2 separate regions of the Mus musculus genome follow, and region 2 is linked to region 1. Evidence: chromatin contacts called from public HiChIP or PLAC-seq data. All regions are on one chromosome and are shown on one strand. Each heading gives the region's core, a stretch centred on a gene start, on an enhancer-like site or on the middle of the called end of the contact. The rest is flanking DNA. Distances are from core to core; before and after follow the strand shown. Region 1 holds the start of Tpbg (trophoblast glycoprotein). Region 2 overlaps Ube2cbp (ubiquitin-conjugating enzyme E2C binding protein).

The links. HiChIP or PLAC-seq counts read pairs in DNA pulled down with a chosen protein or histone mark.
Region 2: an H3K27ac HiChIP or PLAC-seq map of acute myeloid leukemia shows a contact between it and region 1, with 3 times the contacts expected there. The contact joins the enhancer-like site here to the promoter of Tpbg in region 1. A contact is called at or near these places in 6 of 39 promoter capture datasets (the 3T3-L1 cell line, cranial neural crest, frontonasal cranial neural crest and 3 more), 1 of 484 Hi-C or Micro-C datasets (nephron progenitors), 13 of 115 datasets of contacts at active chromatin or transcription factors (acute myeloid leukemia, astrocytes, a colorectal cancer cell line and 10 more) and 3 of 9 other capture datasets (adipose tissue, embryonic stem cells and liver).

What each region holds. Positions count from the first base shown.
Region 1 is chr9:85,840,858-85,844,894 of GRCm38.p6, reverse strand. It overlaps Tpbg (trophoblast glycoprotein), which reads right to left and starts at 2,043. Exons shown (of 2, transcript NM_001164792.1): 1 at 1,940-2,043; 2 at 1-1,244. The coding sequence starts at 915. It overlaps LOC115487186 (a long non-coding RNA gene), which reads left to right and starts at 1,215. Exons shown (of 2, transcript XR_003948199.1): 1 at 1,215-1,297; 2 at 1,680-3,553.
Region 2 is chr9:86,371,478-86,375,514 of GRCm38.p6, reverse strand. Ube2cbp (ubiquitin-conjugating enzyme E2C binding protein) reads left to right here. Exons shown (of 10, transcript NM_027394.2): 9 at 3,036-3,174. Among named protein-coding and RNA genes, the nearest start is that of Ube2cbp, 91 kb to the left of the region's middle. Within about 2 kb of position 2,169, at least 28 of the 459 cell types and tissues checked have an H3K27ac peak or open chromatin away from gene starts, as enhancers often do. A contact at or near this core is called in acute myeloid leukemia, where this site is marked.

The sequences.
Region 1 (4,037 bases), core at 794-3,293:
GTCGCAAACCCAGGGATTGTTGTCCAGGAACACCTTGACATGAGCCAGGCCGTGCCACTCAGCCAAGGTGGAGTTGTGAAGGACCTTGAGGGCATTGTCCTCCAAGTGGAGGCTTTCGAGGTGTGTCAGGTTGCGGAAGGATGCGTAGGTCAGGCTCACCAGGGAATTGTTCCTGAGGTCCAGGTATCTGAGACTCGGCAGTTGGGCTAGTAAGTCCCGAGGCAGGAAAAGAAAGTGATTGCTGGCTAGCTCCAGGCGTGTAAGACCTCGGAGTGCAAGGCCTGAGCGCAGAGCTGCTGCCACCATGCCTTCGAAGGCCACCATACCCTCGAAGCTCCCGTTCTGCCTCTGATCCTCAGGGGGCACGATGTGATTCAGGATCAGCTCCTCCAGGGGGCTGGGGGCCGAGACGCTGGCGTTGCTGCCCGCAAAGGCGAAGGCGCTGAGGTTGGTGAGAGGGTTGTGGCTGAGGTCAAGCCGGCGCAGACCCGGCAGATGCTCGAAGGCACCTGCACACACTTCCTTCAGGTGGTTGCCGCTGAGGTTGAGCGCCTCCAGGTCGGCGAGCGGCGGCTGGCGGGCGAAGGCGCCCGCCGGGAGCACGGTCATCTGGTTGCCGGTAAGGAAAAGGTTGCGCACGTAAGGCGGTAGATCCGCCGGCACCTCCAGCAGGTTGCGGTTCACGCACTTAACCGTGCGCGCCGCCTCGGAGCACTCGCACGCCGCGGGGCATCTCTCGGCTGGCGGAGGCTGCGCAGACCCCGAGGCCAGGAAGGCTGCCGGGGAGGTGGAAGACGAGGGTACCGAAGAGCTGGGGGCCGACGCGGAGACCCAACCCAGCAGCACTAGCGCCAGCCTTGCCAACCTCAGCCGTCCGTCCCCGGCGGAGGGGCCCCGGGAGCCCGCCCCAGGCATCGCGGCTCGCGGTTCCCCGGAGCTGGGACAGCGCCCGCTCCGAAGACTCGACCGCCTGGGCCCGGCGGGCGCGAGCCGGCCGCAAGCGTCGACGGCAAACTTTCCTCGCGTGGGAGCAGAGGAGGGGACGCCAAAAGCTGGAACTTGGCTAACCCCGAGCCACCGGGCGTCCCCCTCCCGGAGCGGCACCCCGCCCTTCCCTCCAGTGAGTACGCACGGCGGGTCGGGACACGGGCCTTGGCGCTCCTCCTCCCGCCGCAGCTGGGGTGGGTGGCACCTCCTCAACTCCTTTGTTGGCGCCTCTCTCAGGGCAGGATCGGATGAGCGACCTGGGACAAGCGGGAGAGAAGCGTGAGGAGGAGTGACGGCCGCAGCTCCCCGAGTACGAACCAAGTAGTCCCCACACTAGCAACCCGGCCCAAGCTTCTGTGTGCGTCCTTCCTCCCTAGTGGGACGCGGTCCCCACTCCCAGGCGCTAAGCCTACCTCTTCCGGGCCCACACCATCAGGACCCGGGCCACCTCCCGCCTGGCTCCTGCCCGGATTGCCCTCCTCCCGCCTAGAACTTCACGCAGACCCCGCGGTGTCCAGCGAGCAAACTTCTCCTTTTTCCGGATCCCAGCTCCTACCGCCCCGGCCGACCACCTGCCTTCCGGGGTCCCCGCCCCCGCCGCTCCTCCCCCTCCCACCTTGGGATGAGAGCGAAGTTTCGGGTTACGGGACTCTTAAGAGCTTTTTTTTTTTTTTGGTACCTCCTTGGATTAGTGTGAAAAGGGGAGCAGAGCCGTACAGCTGTCGCCTACTCTCGACTCCCCAGTTCCTGGCCACCCAGCTCCCCGATCCCGAGAGGATCCAGACATCTCCAGAAAAACGGAGGGAACCCGCCAACAAAGCGGCCGTGGGACCGTGGGCGGTGTGGCAGCCAGGACCCCCCCCCCCCCGGCTCTCTTCACGCCCTAGTATAGAAAGGAACCCTGGTCCCGCCTCCAGGCTCCAAACCTGGCCGCTCGGTCCCCACTGCTCACCTCCGCACCCCGCGCCTGCAAAGCCAACTCCGAGGGCCACCCGAGTCCACGCGCCTTCCCAGCTCCTGCTGCGGGCGCCGACTCTCCTCTCAACCCCAGCCCCTGGCCCAACCTCCACGGCTGGGAAAAACCAAGCCGGGGGGCGGGGGAGGGCCAGGGCTGCAGGAGAGATCGCCGCCGCGCTGGCCACCTCTGCTGCCCCAGGTAGGGGCTTCAGGGAGGGATACGAGGGGCAACCTAGGCTGGGCGACTCCCCTAGGCGGAGATAAATGAGCAACGCATCCCGAGAAGGTGAGGGATTCCCCTTCTGTTCCCCCTCCCCGGCATCCTTTGGTGGTTCCGTATTTTGCATAGCGTATTTACCTCGGACAGAAACAAAACCGCTGGTGGACCTCTTGGAATTCACGCTGCTTCTGGCACCGCTGGCAGTGAGGAGAGGGATTTAAGCGTGAGCAAAGCAGCAGTAGAAGAAGGAGCTGCACAGGTTACATCCGCCGCGGCAAACGCCTGGGTTGTGAGGGAGATTCAGAAAGTCTCCTCTCTCGTGGCTCGGTTTGGCTGGCAACTTCAGTTTATGAGGTAGTTAGTTAATGCCTTCCTACCTGTGCCGCCCCCGCACGTCTAGGGTAGTTATCAAACTTGTAAAGACAGTCAACTTTAAAGTGGGGGAGGGTTACTGGAAAGGACACTCATTCTTGATTCATTATGGGTGGTTTTTTCCCCCCTCCTCTCAAAATTAAAACCAGAGGGAAGAAAATTGCAGCTAAAACACCCCAGAAACAAAAGCAAATTGCAAAGACGTGAGTCACCCGGAAAGCTCCCTACACCAGATGCGGTGCGTTGTGTCAGCACAAGTCACTTACGCAGGGAGCGCTCGCGGCGGGAGGTGGGCGGGCTGACCTGGGAAAGAAGTTTGTCCCAAAGTCTGTCTCCCAGGGGGCGCTGGCAGGCGCCGGATGATGGATTAGGGAAACGACTGGAATGCTTATAGGACCAATGTCATTAAGTCTGGAGAGAGTTGGAGTCCCGAACGCCCTCTCATTGCTCTCTCAAAAAGTCTTATCTGCTTTTCCTCAGTCAAATTTTCCCCAAGTTAAAAGGTGTGGGTGATTACAGACTATTTCATTTTAGAGAGAGAAACGATAGGAGAGATAAGGCTGGGAAAAAGAAGACCCAGTATAATAAAAGTATCAAGTTAAGGAAGCCGGGGATTGTTCCCCACAACATGCATCATGACTGTGGCGGTCCAATTCTGAGTCTATGGCTGTTTCTTTCTGTGGAAAGATAGTCCACAGAAACACCAGCCAAAATGGCCCAGGAAAAAAAGCTGCAGAGCCTGGAGACTGCAGAGATTTGTGCAAAAAGACAGTTTCATTAATTTGCATCTTCAGCACATTTATCTAAATCCCTTTCTCTTATTTTTAAAAGTGTTTTGCAGTATAAATGTGAAAAGCTTTGAGGGGAAAAAAAAACCGACTCAGAAGCTGAAGTCATATGTATGGCAATCATGACGATGGTTATGTAAACCCATACACGTGCTAAAACTCGTAAGACTGTACGCCGAAAAGGGCAATTTTACTGCCTACGTTTGTAGTAAAGTAAATGGCACGGGAAGAATTTTTCTGATCTTCTGGTGTGGTCTTAAATGGTTCTGTCAAAAGAGCAAGTGCTCTTGTGACCTAGCTTTTTAGCATTAAAAAAAAAAAAAAAAAAAAAAAAGTATTCTCATCTCATCTCAACATATACCTCAGAGGCAAGATACACTGTAGCATTGGGACGATCGTCCTGAATCCTTCCTGTTCAGCTTGCCAAACAAGCAAGCAAACAAACAAACAAAAAAGACTATGAGCTAGTGTGATCTGGGGTCAAATGTTTTCTACTTGCCTAGTCATGCCACTTAATAACAATTACCCAATTTTACTCTGCATATCACAACCAAGATAAATCTTCTCACCAGATTTACCCATGAGAAAGCAGGCATGCTGGTATAGAACAATGTCAAGTGGAAGGTGGAGATGGAACCAGGACAAACTTACCTGCTTTTCATGTCTTCCCATTCCATGTCTAGGCCAGATGAAGAGATTTGTGCAAAGTCTCA
Region 2 (4,037 bases), core at 920-3,419, 530 kb before region 1:
TTACCTTTTTAATTCAAGCTTTGGAATACTCTATTTAATAAAATAATATCTTGAGGCAGACAAAAATAACTTCTTATAGAAGAATGAGCCTGTTCTGAGCTCTCTATGTACAGTAGAGAAAAGGTGGCTATACAGAGACAGGGATCAGCACAATCAGTTGCAAGAGTCTATTTCTTTCTGTGTGGAGAGGACCACCGTGTGCACAGCATACTCAGGTAACTGTGTAGAGTGATGGGGACAGGGTAGTCTTTGGATTCAAGTCAAGATGACCCCTCTGGTTCCACCATTTCACTCACCATGTGGTGCTGGCCAATCATGTGACCCTTCTGACTGCTGAAATAAACAGTGCCTGCCAATCAGGGCTCCTCTAGGTAATGAGACAAAACATACAGTCAGCAAGCCTGCTGTCTGGATGTGTCAGGCCCAGGAGAAATGATGGAAGAAACTTAAGATCTAGACTTATAAATTTTAAGCACACATCGTAGAGAAGAGCTTACAACCATAATAAACCCAGATAACTCTTTAAATATTTATTTGTATATTTATTGTTTTCTCTTCTACTTGCAAAACTATTACTGCCAAGGAGGGACTGGAAAATGGTGAGCCAGCAGTCCTGCCTTGAATGTGCTCTTCCTCAGAGTGCAGCAGGACTCGGCCAATCGCCGTGCTCACTTAAGTCAAGATGCCCTTCCCGAAGGCTCATGACCAGCCTGGGTTAGGCGTTAGCTCACTGGAGAGCTCCAAGGGACAGTCACAATCTAAGGAAGTATCCTGTGGCTTTTAAGAAGATGCAAGTTTGAAGCAAATATTTTTAGTATACATTAATTTTCAGAATGCAGATAGCTTCAGTGAGCCCTATTGTGGTTGGTGAGGTTCAAAGTGTGACTTCTGGGTGCTTAAATTGGTTTCTAAACATATTGTAAGGGGAGAACATTTCTAGTATACCTTCAAAGGCAAATAATACTGAATGTGGGACTAAGGATGTAGTGCTCTGGTACAGTGCTTGCTAAGTACGCACAGGCCCTGGGTTTGATCCCTAGAACTGAAAAGCAAAACTGAGGGTGTCTGTAAAATCAGCAGCTTTGAGGCAAGTGTCTAATCTTTATTTCCAAATAAGACTGCAAAGCAAGAGGAATGCATTCAGGTCTAATCCTAAGCCTGGAGGGGGTGAGATGGGAAGACATTCCCAGTAAGGGTACTGGCATGGCGGTGCAGTAAGTGCGGTAGTTGATATGCACGTGCTATTAAATAACAGCAAACAGGGTCTCTCCAGAGAGATGGTACTGTCTGCATCTTTTAGGAGAAGTTCAAGTCCTAGAAGGAATACGGGCTTTCTAGACCCAGAAGCTGCCTCTCTGGTCAGAGTACATAGTTCAGTGCTATACAGGACCGGAAGTTTAGCTCTGTGGCTTGGGGGAGGGTATAAAGAGAGAGGTGGGAGTGAGCCTGAGCCACTGGGCTGAATTGATGTTTTACTTTTAGAAAAGATAGCGTTGTCATCATCTCTAATTCAGAGAAATGTTGAGAATGTAATATAATGCGTAAAAGCAGAAAGAAGAACAGAAGCAACCCATGTAAAATAATAATCTCCACAGCACAGAATTCATTCAAACACTTCCGTGCTAAGTCCAGTCTTATATAGGAAAGTGGGTGCCGCCTGTTCTAGTCCCTCCAGTAGGCAGAGTTTGCTCTGCCACACACATCAGAAACTGATCAGCAGAATACATCATCTGCTTGGTGCTGGAACTAAGTACTACTGAGCTGCACAATGTCCGTGTCCCCTTATGCACTCAACCACCAATGCTCCTCAAACGGCAGTTACCACAGATCTGTATACAGTTAGATTTTTAGAGCTTGAGTTCATAGAAATGGCAAAAGAATACATATATGTATAAAGTAAATGTATGCATGCTGTGTGTTTCGTATGTCTGTTCTCTTTAGAAGAATGGTGGTGAGATGCTCTAGTGGGCATCACACAGGAAATCCTCAAGGAGACAGAAGCAAAAGCTGTACTGTTCGTGTATCACCTCTCAGCCTTGTCCCCTGGGGTTTCTCCTTAATTGGAGAACTTGAAAGTCAGGATTCTAGACACGGCCTTACCACTGTCTCCACGTCTGCCTCCTCTCAGACAGGGCCTCTTTCTGTGTCTAGTGCCCGGTGCTCAGTTTCCTGCTCTGTCACATGAAAGACTTTTCAACTGGGCTCCACAGATCCCACAAAGCCGCTTCAAGGGCCCCTCTGAAGGATGAAGGGCAACATCCTGCCAGTTCAGCCTCTTCAAACGGCATCTTGGCTTTTATTTGTGTGGCAGTTGGCCTGTCGCAAGACTTTTGAACAAAAGGATCCCAACACTTTAAAAGTCTGAAAGTCACTGACCCAGACATTTCCTAAGTCCCTCTACACGCAGATTGGTTCCACATCTATAAAATGAAAGTGACGGCTCTTGCTTAGGTGGCTGAAGGGTCATCAAGACATTCTGTGTGAACAGAGCCCGTGCAACATGGGAGACAGCGAATGTGTTAGCCATCACTTCCTCCACCCCTCCCAGATGGTCTCACCCATCAGCCTGGACATCCTATGACTCCTGTAATTTGAATATGAAGTAACTACCTGAAAAATGAGTGCTCTGTCTGCTTTATGCCAGCAACAGCATAAAAGTGGTTTGGACCTTTACCTTGTGAATATAAAAAACTTATTCTGTGGGTTTTTTTTTTTTTTTGTGCATGTGAACGTGTGTGTGTGTGTGTGTATGTATGTATGTACCCATGCCAAAGCACACACTGAAGGTCACCAGACTCAGTTTTGTCTTTTCCCCATGAGGGTCCTGGGGATCAGACTCAAGTCCTCAGACGTGGCAAAAAGCTCCTTTACCCACCAAGCCATACCTTGTTTATATCTTTACCTTTGATATATTCTTCTCACATAATGAGGACAGTATATAAACACGCGCACACGATGTAGTTCTCCTCCATGTCATGTTTTTAAAATAATTCCGACCAGGCATTTATGAAAGTTAACATATCTGTGTGTTTCAGGCTTGCTAGCTCCTGGGAAGGTGACATCAGCGTCCACCCTTTAACCCTGCCCTCTGCAACCTGTTTGGAGCTGCTGCTAATACTATCCAGGAACAATGCCTCCCTGCCTCTGTCCCTTCGCCAAATGAATTCCTTCCAGGTAAGAAACAGCTCCTTAATGAAGAGGTTTTTCAAAGATCTTGTCATTCACAGGAGAGAGTCCATGGCGAGCAAGTTTCAAATGACAATGATAGTCAGGAGCACAATGCTCTCTTCAGTGAGGGACCACGTGAAGCCTCAGAAGTCAGGCATTATCTAGCACGGGCAGACCCACAGCTCCATCTCCAGGTCTTGCCCTAACCTCTGTCTTCTTTTCCTCAAGAGAAGTGGCAAGAAGATCTGGCCAAGAGGTTCTCAGCCTTCCTAACACTGTGACAACAGCTTTTAAACAGCTCCTCATGCTATAGAGCACCCCCCAAACATAGAATAATTTCACTGCTACTTCATAACTGTAATTTTGCTACTGTTGTGAATTGTCATGAATATATCAATTCAGGATATATGTATGCAACCCCCATGACCTAATGGCTGAGAACCACTGCTCTAGAGCAAAGCCGTTGGGTCATTTTCAGTGGCTTGAAGGCAGATGCTGACTGGGCGTTTACTAGGGCTGGAGAATCCATGTTCTCAGGACCATTCTCTCTCCTCAGCCCCCCCTCAGCCCTTCTCCCCGCCCTGGGTATTTATTTGTATAGTTCCCTGCTGCTCATGTAGACTGGATGACAGGAGTATAAGTCTTCCTTAGCAGCCAATAAATTGTCACATGAGGTGGCAAATGGAAACTAAGGATGAGAGTTAAGTAGTGGCTTGTGCTGTGACCCTAAAGCTACTGAATAAAACTGAGTGCATCTCTCTGGCTTACAAGAGTAGAATAATATTCATAAGATCTCAGACACTGGTGGGAGAGGCACGCACTGCCAGGAAGTGAGTGCAGGTAGAGTGGGCAGTTCCTGGGAAGGGTTG